2 separate regions of the Danio rerio genome follow, and region 2 is linked to region 1. A link is a contact called in public Hi-C data. All regions are on one chromosome and are shown on one strand. Each heading gives the region's core, a stretch centred on a gene start, on an enhancer-like site or on the middle of the called end of the contact. The rest is flanking DNA. Distances are from core to core; before and after follow the strand shown. Region 1 overlaps grip2a (glutamate receptor interacting protein 2a). Region 2 holds the start of cenpa (histone H3-like centromeric protein A).

Region 1 (6,970 bases), core at 2,190-4,689:
ATTTATTTTTTATTTTTCATGATTTTTACTTTGCTTTAATTTTATATTAATATTATTTTATTATTGTTATTATTATTTTACATTATTTTACATTGCTTGAATTTTTTATATTTATTATTATTACTTTATTATTATTTTTAAATGTAACATTATTTACATTGCGTCAAATTTATATATTTATTTATTATTATTATTATTTTAATGATACTTAATTTTAATTAGCTTGAATTTTATGTTTTTATTATTATTATTATTTATTTTATTTATTTTACATTATTTTACTTGCTTTAATCTCCTATTATTATTTTATTATTGTTGTTATTATTATTTGATTATTATTTAATTTTATATATGTATTATTATTATCATTATTTTATTATAATAATTTATTTTTATTCTACATTATTTTACATTGCTTTAATTTTATATATATATATATATATATATATATATATATATTTATATATATATTTTTTTTTAATTATTATTACTATTATTATTATTTTTATTATTATTATTATTATTAATTTATTTTTTAATTTTACATTTTTTTTACTTTGCTTTAGTTTTATATATTTATTATTATTATTATTTTAATTTTACATTGTTTCATTTGGCTTTATTTTGTATTATTATTATTATCATTATTATAAATGTTTACTTATTTATTTTATATCAAAGCAACTTTACTGAATGAAAGCATGATTCTACTTATAATTAAAAAATTATCCATGTTGCATAAATGTATTCTAGGATAAACCAATCATGCTGTTAATAATGACATTTAAGCAAAATTAACATGATTAAAATGATGAAGAAATTCAATGGACATGATTACAGTGCAAGGAAAGTGTTTTTGGAGTTATATTTTCACTATTCATGTTATTTTATATTCATTGTATTATCATCATCGGATATGTAGTTTTTTTTTTTTAAAGAGTGTCTTTTGTCATAATGTTTTTGAACAAATAAAATCTGAAGGTTGTGCATTAGTTGTAGTGTATTTGACAATGTTGTGTATTCTTGTGTGTCAGTGTCTCTGGCATCGAGTACGGTGGGCGCTGGAGGTCAGGTAGTGCATCTAGAAAGCGCGGAAGTGCTGCTGAGAGGAGATCCTCTGACTGGATTCGGGCTGCAGTTGCAGGGAGGAGTGTTTGCCACAGAGCCGCTGTCAGCGCCGGCTGCCATCCGCTTTATAGAGCCTGACACACCTGCTGAACGGTGAGAGCAGAGCGCACCTCATGTGTGCTCAACACACTGTGCAATTTGATGTCCCAGATTAGTTCTATCATTCGGTCTGTTTTATGGTTCTGTTGCTCTACAATCCTATGGTTAAATCCATCATTCTGGTGTTTGATATATTCTGTCCATCCATCTCAAGTTTTCATTTGTTTTGACCAGTTCTATCTCTCTCTTTCTGTCATTCTGTTCTGTTGTTCTACTATTATGTGATACTGTTCTTCCATCCATCCATCCATCCATCCATCCATCCATCCATCCATCCATCCATCCATCCATCCATCCATCCATCCATCCATCAATCTTATCGTTATGTGTATTGTTTATCTATCTATCTATCTATCTATCTATCTATCTATCTATCTATCTATCTATCTATCTATCTATCTATCTATCTATCTATCTATCGTTGAAAGCAGAAGTTAACATACACTGAACAAAAAGGCACATAACCATTTAAAATAAGTCAGATGTTAATGTGACTTAACTTTTTCCCTTTTAGGTAAGTTAAGATTATCAAATTAGTTTCTGTTATGCTTAATAGCAGAATAATGAGAGACAGATGTTTTAAAAAATTGTTATAGCTTTTCTTGAAAGTCAAGTTTACATACAATATGATTATTATGCCTCTGAACAAGCTCAGATGATGATGGTGTCAGGGTTTTGGAAGTTTCTGATTGGCTAATTGACAACATTTGAGTTAAATGGAGGCACATCTGTAGAATAGTATTTAAGGAAAACCTCAAACGCGCTTCTTCCTTGTGTGACAGCATGGAAAAATCAACAAGCCAGAATCAACAATTAAAGCCAGATTACAATTTGCTAAATTACACTGGGAAACAGAATAATTTTGGAGACATGTCCTGTGGTCTGATGGAACTAAGATAGAACTGTTTGGCCGTAATGACCAGTGTTACATTTGGAGGACAAAGGGAAAGCTTACAAGCCTAGGAACACCATCCCAACTGTGAAGTATTGGGGGTGGCAGCATCATGTTGTGGGGCTGTTTTGCTGCAGGAGGGACTGGTCCACTTCACAGCATAGATGGCATCATGAAGAAAGAACATGTGGAAATACTGAAGCAACATCTCAAGACATCAGCCAGGAAATTAAACTTGGCCACTAATGGGTTTTCCAAACAGACCATGACCCTAAACATACTTCCAAATTAGGTAAAATGTGCTTTAAGGGCAACAGAGTGAATGTTTTGGAGTGGCCATCACAAAGCCCTGCTCTCAATCCTATAGAAAATTTGTGGGCAGAGTTGAAAAATTTTGTGCGAGCAAGACAAGCCTACAAATCTGACTCAGTTACACCAATTCTGTTAGGAGGAATGGGCCAAAATTCCTGCAAACTGTTTTGAGAAGCTTGTGGAAGGACACCCAAAATATTTGACCAAATTTATAAAGTTTAAAAGCAAAGCTAAAAAATACCAAGGAAATGTATGTAATCCTTTGACTGTCTAGAAATTAATTAAAAAAAAAAAAAAATCTCTTATTATTCTGCTATTTAGCAATTGTAAATCGTTTAAGTAATCCTAACAGACCTAAAATAGTAAATGTTTAGTATGATTTACCATCAGACATAAAAAAAAATGGTTATGTTCGTTTTTTCAGAGTGTATGCTAACTTTTGGTTTCAACTGTATCTGTCTGTCTGTCATTCATTCCATCATTCTACTGTTCAGTATGTTATTCTACTGTTCTGTCATTGTCTGTTTATCTTATGTATCATTTCATTTAATCCGTTTTGCTCATTCATTAAAGCTATCTATGGTTCTATCTAGTTCTATTGATCATTCTATCATTCTGCTGATCATTAAATAGTTCTATTTTTCTATCATTCTACTCTTCTGTCATTATCAGTTCAAAATTTATCTAATATTGTTTCATCTATTGCTTGATAATCTCTAACTCCATCATTTATGTCATGTCAAAGATATTCCAATTTACCTAAATTAAAAAACATGTGCTGGAAGTATGCTTTCTTGTACCTTTTTTATTACCAGTGATCTGTGTTCTTTTTTTTGTTACTAAATGTGTTTTTATTATTATTATTATTATTATTATTATTATTATTATTATTATTATTATTTAATGTGTATTTGTGTTCCAGGTGTGGAGTGTTACAAGTTGGCGACAGAATTCTCTCCATTAATGGGATTCCCACTGAGGACGGGACGCTGGAAGAGGCCAATCAGCTGCTGCGAGATGCGGCGCTGGCCAATAAGATCGCACTGGAGGTGGAGTTTGATGTCGCAGGTAAAGAAGGACACATCAGTGATTCAAATAGTTTAAAAGAGTTTAAATGTGATCTGAACACAGATTTGTGTGATTTTTGTGCATCTCTAACAGAATCAGTCATTCCAAGCAGCGGCACATTTCAGGTGAAGTTGCCCAAGAGACGTGGAGTGGAGCTGGGCATCACTATCAGTGGTGAGTGATGGCCAGCTGAGGGCGCTGTTCTCCTATATAATATTGTACCGTATCACTATACACCCTTTTCCTGTGTTCCATGATGCTTTGTTTGCATGAATTATGGGAGGAACTTCCATTTAACCAAATCAATCCAGCTCTGTAAACAGTATTTGTTTGTTGACAAAACATATACAAGAACAGGGAAATGGATAATAGGTCTAAACAATGGATATATTTAGGAATCTCTTCATCTTTTACAATTATAAAAGATGGCAGAATAGAATGCTTTCAAACTTTGAAAGATGAGTTTGGTCTTATAAACCAAGACCTATTTAGATATAGATTTACAGTTGCAAGATTTTTATTCAGATATACAAGACAAGTATGACTAAAACAATTTCTAAATTATATAAAGCAATAAGTAATTCTAGAGGACAATCTACTATATAAGATTAAAATGGGAAAAGGAAGTGGACATTATTTTGAATCAAGTCCTATGGGTTCAAATATGTGCTTTCCCACATACCTCAACAAATTCAAGAAAGTGGCGTGAGTTTTGTTGGAGAAATTGAATGAGATTTTTTTATAACACCAAGAATGAACTCATTTTAGACTTCTTTTTGGAGGAACTTTGGGGTGGAAGAGGCACATCATGCGCATATTTTCTGGCAGTGCTCAAGAATTCATAGTTTTTGGGAAACTGTACACTCCACTGTCAATGATATATCAATGATATTTTTAATAATAATACATAAAATACAATGCAATACAATAATAATAAACTGTGAAAAGTGTGAATTTATTATCATAACCGCAAAAAGCACAAAGCCAAACATATCTCTCATTCATTTTTCATTATGGATATACAGTAGATTTTTTTTAATAATGCAACCTTATTGTTTAAAATAATGTTTCATTTCTTTTAAATAGAAATACCCCAAATCAAAAATGCAACCTTTGATTTGAAACACAATAAAAAGGTGGATATAAACTGATGCGATTTAGTGATTTGTCTGCTGAATATTGGTTTGTTATAATAATTTAGCCATGCAGCCTGCCATGCTGTCTATATAATACACTTTTTGAAGTGGTAATTGCATTGCAGTAAAACAAAATATCCAACCATATGATGTCTGAATTCTGATGTGCAGCCAGCAAGAAGGCTGGAAAGCCTCTGATCATCTCTGAGATACAGAAAGGCAGCATTGCTCACAGGTACACCTGCAAAACAGCACAATACACCTTTATTAGACCTGCTGCTTTTGAAGTGAAAGTGGATTGATATGAGGGCTCTGATTGGCTGTTTGATGTGAAATGACCCTTTCTAATAGAATAGGAACCCTGGAGCCTGGAGATCGGCTGCTGGCCATTGATAACGTCCGACTGGATAACTGTGGGATGGAGGAGGCCATGATGGTCCTCCAGCAGGCCGAGGGGATGGTCAAACTGCGGATCCAGAAAGATGAAGACAACCTGGGTCAGAGTGTGTGCGTGTGTGCATGTCCAGTCGTTGGCATGTGCATTTGTGTGATTGCGTGTGCACATGTGTCTGTTTGTGTGTGTCTGTGTGCGCATGTCAATTCTTGTGCATGTCTGTTGCTTTGCACATACATGCTGTGTGTGTGTGTTTGTGCGTGTGCATTTGTGTGTGCACATGCACGCTTGTGTGTGTGTGTGTGTGTGTATGTGTGTGTGTGTGTAATTATGTGCACATGCATGCTGTGTGTGTGTGTGCACATGTGCATTTGCATGTTTATGAATGCAAATTCGTGTTTGTTTGTGTGTGTGTGTGTGTGCACGTGTGCATTATTTGTTTGTGTGTGTTTGTGAGCGCGCGTGTGCATTTGTATGTTTATGTGTGCAAATACGTGTGTGTGTGTGTGTGAGTGAGTGCGTGTGCATTTGTATGTTTATGTGTGCAAATATGTGTGTGTGTGTGTGTGTGTGTGTGTGTGCGTGTGCGCACATGCATGCTCATGTGCATGTTTATGTGGTTGTGTGTGTAAGTGCATGCCGCTTGTGTGTGCTCGTGTGTGTTTGTGTGTGCACATGCATGTGTGTGCATGTGCATTTGTGTGTGTGTGTGTGCGTTTATGTGTGCATTCATGTGTGTTTGTGTGTGCACATGCATGTCTATCTGCATGCATGCGTGTGTTTGTGTGTGTGCATGTGCATTTGTGTGTGTGTGTGTGTGCGTTTACGTGTGCATTCTTGTGTGTGCACATGCATATCTATCTGCGCGCATGCGTGTGTGTGTGTTTGTGTGTGTATTAAAGAAAGGCTCATTCTTACTAGTATTAAGGATAATTTAGCACTTGAGAGTTCTTATAGGATTAAAACTCAGATGAGTAATCGAGTTCTGGAAAATAAAGTTACATTGTTATTTGTTTTAATGAATATTTTATGTATGCCACACTTGTTTCTCTATGAAATGATCAACTTTAACTTTATTTTCTTTTAGTACTTCCAAAGTAGCATAAAACATTTTTGGTTTCATATTTTACAAGTTTAGGTACTAAAATGACTAAAGAACTTTTTTTTTTTCTAAAGAAATATCATTAAATGTTTTCTTTTTAGATGTATAATTATAATAATAGTAGTAGTACAATAAACACAATATAATAGTACACACAGTAGCCCTCATATTAGCCCTCCAAGTGCTGTTTATGAATATTTTTTCCAGACATTTAAAAAATTTAGAGTTTTATTAACTTATTTGTAATAATTAATTTGATTACATTTAATTTATGATGACAGTTCATAATTTATTAACAGTTATTTTGCAAGATACTAGTATTCAGCTTAAAGTGCGATTTAAAGCCTTAACTGGGTTAATTAGGTCAACTAGTAAAGTTAAAAAAACTAATGCTGCCAACTCATGATCAACAGTAAAAATGAAAAATTTGACCTCATTTAAAACCAACAACAATCTAAAATGCATGATTTTATGCTGTCAAGCCTTTGCAATCTAAAAATGTGGTTATAATGGGAGTCAATAGGGCAAAAACAGCAATCAACAGTAATTTAGAGAGAAAAAAAAAGAAAATCTAACAATGCATCAAAGCCGATGTTGTTACTAATTGTTCAAGACTGTGATAAAAGCTAAAAATAAATTCAGTCCACAACTGCTTTTTGCATTGAAAATATGTCATTTTGTGTTTTGTTTTTTTCACCAAATCAGTGACATTGTTTATGAATTTGGCAATTTAAGTTAAAATCCTGTAATTTTCAAAGCAATTCAGTAGTTTTGCTCAGGACTGAGCCTGATTAACAGATTTATGCAAAATAAATACTAATCTGATGCATTTTTACTGC
Region 2 (6,970 bases), core at 1,839-4,338, 88 kb before region 1:
GAATTATTATTCAATTCAGCTTTATTTGTATAGCGCTTTTACAATGTAGATTGTGTCAAAGCAGCTTCACATAAATGGTCATAGTAACTGGAACAGTGTAGTTCAGTTTTTAGTGTTTAAGTTCAGTTCAGTTCAGTTTAGCTCAGTTCAGTGTGATTTAATCATTACTGAGAGTTCAAACACTGAAGAGCAAATTCATCGATGCGTAGCTCTATGTTTATATTATGTTTAAGATATATGTTTGTAATCTGTCATTGACAACATTAGACCATTTTTATTCTACTGGTAAAATGAGACATTTGTCATTATCAGATTCTCTCTTGCATTATATATATTGAAATCAGAATTATTAAACCTCCTTTAAATATTTCCTAAATGATGTTTAACAGAGCAATTTCCATAGTATGTCTGATAATATTTTTCTTCTAGAGAAAGTCCTATTTGTTTTATTTCGGCTAGAATAAAAGCAGTTTTTAAAAACCTTATTAAGTTCAATATTAGCCCCTTTAAGCTATTTTTGATAGTCTACAGAACAAACCATTGTTATAAAGTAACGTGCCTAATTACCCTAACCTGCCTAGTTAACCTAATTAACCTAGTTAAGCCTTTAAATGTCACTTTAAGCTGTATAGAAGTGTCTTGAAAAATTATCTAGTCAAATATTATTTACTGTCATCATGACAAAGAGAAAATAAATCAGATATTAGAAATTAGTTACTAAACTATTATGTTCAGAAATGTGTTAAATAAATCTGCTCTCCATTAAACAGAAATTGGAAGAAAAAATAAACAGAGCTAATAATTCTGACTTCAAAATGTGGCTTTCAAATTTGGATTCCATAGTTTTACCGCCACCTGGTGGAATAAAATAAAAACCAAAAAAGGAGATAGAAAAAAATAACATGAGAAATTATATATTCTGAAAATAAAAACTTAACAATGACTTATGGTTTAATCTTCTAAGTATGAAAAAATACATTAAATAAATTAAATAATTTGCATGCATCTTAAAATTAAGAGGGTTTTCCCTTTAAAGACCATTATGTTGCCTATCAATCTACTCTAAAGCATGTGACCAGAGAGTTAAATATCCTCAAAACCAACTCAAAATATGCATGATTTCACTGTGACTACATCATTTCACTATCGCTACCCTGTTCTCTGTAATTAATGCATGCACTGATTTTATTTTTCACCCCAGAAGTATTTGCTTGTTTGGGGCCATGCAAACAGCTAAAACTGAATGACAAACATGTATAAATGCAATGTAACACTAGTCATGTGAAATCAGAAATGAGCAGCTTAACAGAAGTCAAAGTCAGCCTTTTGTCAAGAAATAGTTGCTTTATTTGTGCCATTCAAACAGTTAAAAGGTGAATGACACAAACACTAGACACAAGACATATAAAGGCAAATTAACACTAATCATGTGACAGCAGAACTGAACAATGGTTAACAGAGGAAACGAGGCAAAGTCAGCATTCCAGTCCAGAACAGCAGAGTCGGTCATCAGTAAACAGACGGGGAGATTTTCCCATTAGTCCATTCACATCATAAATGCATCCAGTGTCCAGGAGCACAGAAAGCAGACAGTATTTACTCTTTCTCCAGCGCTTGTTTCAGGGCGGTCACCACTTCAGCAGGCTCAGGGAACTTGAGTTTGCGTGGAGGACCCTTTTTAATGCCGGACCACAAAACATCCGCTCTTTCTCCGTCCATCAGCGTGATTTCAAAGCTGTTTCTCCGGGGATTGTGCGGGTTTATCATCACTTTGAGTTCAGGGTGCGAATCTGCAAGAGCTTCCCGCACGACGACCGCGTTGCGCCCGTAAACCCGTCAGCTCTTACAATGCTCGATGACCACCCTCAGTCCTGTTTCTTCATCCTTATCCTCAAGCTTTTCTTTCTTGGCATCGTCAAGCTTTTCTTTTTCGTCTGAATCCGCCTTTCGCTTGCGAGCTGACTTGCCTCGAGTCGCCATTGCAGCAGCAACAACACACGTGAGAAGTTTTTCGCGGGGATTGCTGGAAGGGATACAGTTGCAGTCGGAAGTTAACGAGAATTATTGAATTATTAAATCACACATCGATTGTACCTTATTAACGTTTACCCCCCAACACTCACATTAATGTAAAACAGTAATTACACCTGGTTTTATTAAATTAGCCATCAAATTGTATTTTTTTAAAGCATAACCCTAACAGTGACGTAATTTATTATTGTAGCGTCACAGTAATGACGCGAGTATCCGCAGCTGTATCCCATCTAGATTATTTACAACATATCGGTATATTATTAAAAAAACTGAAAAGGAACACAATGTTTGCAGTTTTACCTCACAGAATAAAATGTTTTATATTACAATACTAGAATTTTTTTAAAAGTGTCCCAGCACACTTTAATTTCATACAAACATCTGGTTTATTAGACTGAACATATGCAACTATCTTAACATTTTGATTTGAGGCCTGTAATAATAAAAAAATTATAGTATATAATGCGTCCTTACATCAGCAAGACTGAAAGGAATTGATTGAATCCTGACATGCAGTTTTACATGTGTTCAACGCCTCTGATCCTCCGGGCGAGTTGTATGTCACGTGGGAACAACGTCACTCTCTTGGCGTGAATGGCACAGAGGTTGGCATCAGAAAACAGACGAACCATGAACGCCTCTGCAGCCTCCTGTAGAGCCATTAAAGCATATCCTTGCCACATCATGTGCTCTCGGCTGAACATCTGACACACCTCCCGCACCAGTCGTGAAAACGGAGCCTTGCGCAGCAGAAGACCGGTCGACTTCTGATACTTGCGTATCTCCATGAGTGCTCGGGTGCCAGGGCGAAATTTGTGTTTCTTGCGCGGCGATGATCCGGATGGTCCGCTGTGGCGGCGGGTTCTTGACCCTGCCGGCGGTGGTAGTGATGCAGGGGGAGATCTGCGTCTGGGCGTCGATGGCTTTCGCTTGTGTGCCGATGTATGGCGAGGCATGTCCACGGAATGTCAGATCAGATGTACAAGATGTTGTCGTTTTTGAGTACCCCGCCGTGCAAAATTTCAAACTGCGCTCTCTTCTTCTTCTTTTTCCCCATGAGTTTTATTGGTGGTTTGTATACAACTTTTAGGTGCATTGCCGCCACCTGCTGGTTAGGAGTGTGTGCCATGATTGCACCTACCTAAAAACCTTTCTATACAACTTCTAATTAAATGAATTTATTCATTAATTTTACTTCAGCTTAGTCCCTTTATTCATCAGGGGTCGCCACAGCGGAAGGAACCGCCAACCTATACAGCATACAGGGTTCAACTCTAAGGATTTTTTATACGGGTCCGATCGGGCCATTGGTTGAGATTTTTACTTGCCCTGCCAAAATTTTCACTGGCCCCACCAAAAAAAACAAACAAAAAAAATTAATAGCTACTTCCTAGCCACATATTTTAAGTAATGGCAACATAAGGCCTGTGAATCTAGAATTTAAACATTTTAAATATGTTAATAAATGTATAATGAGCAAAATTCAAGATTTTATGCAAATGAAAGAGCAGTATGAAAAATGTGCTGGTGTTTTAATGCAATTCTAAATAATTTTTTATAAAAATGGCTTGCCAAACTGAACACTGTTATTTTTTTTTTTTTTTTTTCAGTTTCTTAATTTTGTTCCCATGTAATTGTCTGCCTCTAAGACTTTAGAAACAGACGTTTTCTTTTAGCCTTATTGTTTAATTTTGCCAACATGTTGCCATCTTTTCGCTGTACTGGTTGTTACCACGTTACAAAAAAAAAAAAAAACGTGCTCAACGTACTGTCCCAAGTGTCTTTTACACTGGCCCCAGGCCACCGGGCAGTCCTTATGGGGTATATGCCGAAGCATGCTAATAGGACTTTTAATTTGCCATTAACCTGGGTTAAGCGCTCCTGGCAAATTGAATGCCAATGCAAAATCCGGTGCGTTTAAGGTCTGTTTTCTTTAAAAATCAGCGATCTCCACTAGCTGAGTGATATCCGATTTAAAGTGGGTCTCAGATTGTACAAGAAGCACTGCATTAAATTACATTTCCCCTGCCATATCTTTATAATATGAGCATTTATTTTACCCCAGTATATTCAATGGAGCTTCTGCGTTAGCCTGCCGATTCTGACGGGCGCGTGCGAGTAAATGTCTTTTTGTCTCGTTTTACGCTTGAGCAAGTAAATAATGCTAAAGTTTATTTAAATGAATGTATTTTAATGACATTATAACATCGATGCTGTATAAGGAACCGTATAATATGAGAAAAAATTCACAATAACTGGTCACCGGACATGTATCAGCATGGGAACAGCACTAGCTCGGCATATACCCTATTGTTGAGCCCTGGCACATGTTTTACACAGTGGATGCCAGTCCATACACACACACATTATGGCCAATTTAGTTTATTCAATTCACTTAAAGCGCATGTCTGTGGACTGTGGAGGAAACCAGAGCACCCAGAGGAAACCCACACTAACAAGAAGAGAACATGCAAACTCCGCACAGAAATGCCAACTGACCCAGCCAGGACTCAAACCAGCGACCTTCTTGGTGTTTGGCAACAGTGCTAACCACTGAGCCATGTCAGAAATATAAGGTACAAAGATGTCACTGTTGTGGTGCTATCATATACACTCTCAGAAATAAAGGTACGCGAGATGCCACTGGGGTAGCACCTTTTCAAATTAGTACATATTTGTACTTAAAGGGCATATATTGGTATCTCAAAGGTGTATATTAGTACCTAAACTTTTGAAGAGGTACACTTTTGTACTTTTTAGGTACTAATATGTACCCTCAAGGTTTTAATAAGGACCCTTTAAGTACAAAAATGTATCTTTCGAAAAGGTACCACGACTAGTGACAACTCGCGTACCTTTATTTCTGAGAGTCTAATAGAAGCGGGGTAAACAAGTTAATACAGATTTAATCAAATTAATCCCTTGCTTTATAAATCTCATGATTTTAAGGCCTCAGTTTATGGGACTACAGTAGATCGTTATTAAAGACATTACTCTGGGATACTGTTTTCAAAACTTTTGATCTGTTAATAAAATCTTTTCATTTAATGTATTTAAATAGTTACTAACAAGGTCTGCACTTTCGTTCTCAAAATATACTGCAGATTTTATAAAGACACAAGTAATTTATGGAAAATTGAGCAATGGATTAACCTAATTACATATAAAACATGCATTTGAACTATTTTAGCAAGTATCTTAATCCAAGTAAAACTGTAATCTTAAAATTTAGTAGCCGGGTAAATATCATGCATAATATTTTAAAAGTGCACTTTAGATTTTAGCGAAAAGGGGAAATCGAGGATATTTGCATCTTCTGAACTTTTTCCTTTTTATCAAATGTTTAATTTTTCTGTACATTCTGTACGCTCACTGGCCACTTTATTAGGTACACCTGTCCAACTGCTCGTTACGCAAATTTCTAATCAGCCAATCACGTGGCAGTAACATGGTCAAGACGATCTGCTGCAGTTCAAACCGAGCATCACAATGGGGAAGAAAGGTGGTTTAAGAGATTTTGAATATGGCACGGTGGTTAGCCAAGAACAGGGAACTGAGGCTACAATTCACACAGGCTCACTAAAATTAGACAATAGAAGATTGAAAAAACGTTGCCTTATTTGATAAGTCTCGATTTCTGCTGCAACATTCGGATGGTAGAGTAAGAATTTGGCATTAACAACATGAAAGCATGGATCCATCCTGCCTTGTATCAACGGTTCAGGCTGGTGGTGGTGGTGTAATGGTGTGGGGATATTTTCTTGGCACATTGCATCAACGCCACAGCCTACCTGAGTATTGTTGTTGACCATGTTCATCCCTTCATGACCACAGTGTACCCATCTTCTGATGGCTACTTCCAGCAGGATAATACACCATGTCATAAAGCATGAATCATCTCAGACTGGTTTCTTGAACATGACAATGAGTTCACTGTATTCGAATGGCCTCCAGAACTCAATCCAATAGAGCATTTTTGGGATGTGGTGGAACAGGAGATTTCGCATCATGGATGTGCAGCCTACAAATTTTCAACAACTGTGTGACGCTATCAAAATCTCTCAGAAATATTTCCAGTACCATATTGGATCTATGCCATGCAAGATTAAGGCAGTTCTGAAGGCAAATGGGGGTCCAAGGTGTACCTAATAATGTGGCCGGTGAGTATGTATGCATATATATGGAAGCAGAATGTGAACGTGGGTAAAAAAGCAATCTCTTATACACTCTCAAAAATAAAGGTACAGGAGCTGTCACTGGGGCAGTACCTTTTCAAAAAGTACTTATTTGTTCCTGAAGGGTCCATAATGGTATCTCAAAGTTACTTTTTAGGTACATCTGGCCACTATAATGCATCTTTGAGGGACCACTGTGGACTCTCTGGGTACAAATATGTACTTTTTGGAAAAGGTACTGCCCCAATGACAGCTTCTGTACCTTAATTTCTGAGAGTGTATGACCGATAGCAGTCCTGGACAATTCATTATAATAGTCCTTTCAATACCTACTGTGTAACTTAGTTATGGTACAATTAAATATCTTGGAAATGTCTATATATTATAAAAATCTATTAGCCATACAGCGTAGGCCTAAGTAAAAAAAAAAAAAAAACATTCTGAATAAACTGAATCTAATATTTTTCTAATTCACAAGTTAAAATGAATTACAATCAGAAATCACTGCAGAAAATCTGTTTTTCTTCTCAAAATAGTGCATACTTTTAGGACAAAGTACAATAACAAATTATTTACATATTAAGCCTACTACTCGCTATAAAGTACAACAAAATGTCTTAAATGTATATGTGGCTCTTTTGAAAAGAGAAAATAGAGGACAACAATGAAGTGTTAAAATCTGCCAAACTGCGAAATTCACAGCAAACTCCTACCTGCTGCTGGTGGTAATCCATAAACCTGGTTAATTGCGCCGTAATGCG

Evidence for each region. A called contact is a pair of places that touch in the nucleus more often than the background predicts.
Region 2: a contact with region 1 is called in a Hi-C map of an unstated tissue, with 5 times the contacts expected there. The contact joins the promoter of cenpa here to the enhancer-like site in region 1. A contact is called at or near these places in 1 of 18 Hi-C or Micro-C datasets (an unstated tissue) and 1 of 4 datasets of contacts at active chromatin or transcription factors (embryo).

What each region holds. Positions count from the first base shown.
Region 1 is chr8:8,758,065-8,765,034 of GRCz12tu, reverse strand. It overlaps grip2a (glutamate receptor interacting protein 2a), which reads left to right. Exons shown (of 24, transcript NM_001430888.1): 12 at 1,035-1,221; 13 at 3,354-3,499; 14 at 3,593-3,673; 15 at 4,807-4,870; 16 at 4,987-5,132. Among named protein-coding and RNA genes, the nearest start is that of grip2a, 81 kb to the left of the region's middle. Within about 2 kb of position 3,439, at least 23 of the 62 cell types and tissues checked have an H3K27ac peak or open chromatin away from gene starts, as enhancers often do.
Region 2 is chr8:8,845,747-8,852,716 of GRCz12tu, reverse strand. It overlaps cenpa (histone H3-like centromeric protein A), which reads right to left and starts at 3,088. Exons shown (of 1, transcript NM_001164240.2): 1 at 1,325-3,088. The coding sequence starts at 2,990. The coding sequence ends at 2,553. It overlaps selenoh (selenoprotein H), which reads right to left and starts at 2,137. Exons shown (of 1, transcript NM_178133.3): 1 at 1,325-2,137. The coding sequence starts at 1,980. The coding sequence ends at 1,597. It also overlaps a transcript of ssuh2rs1 not described here.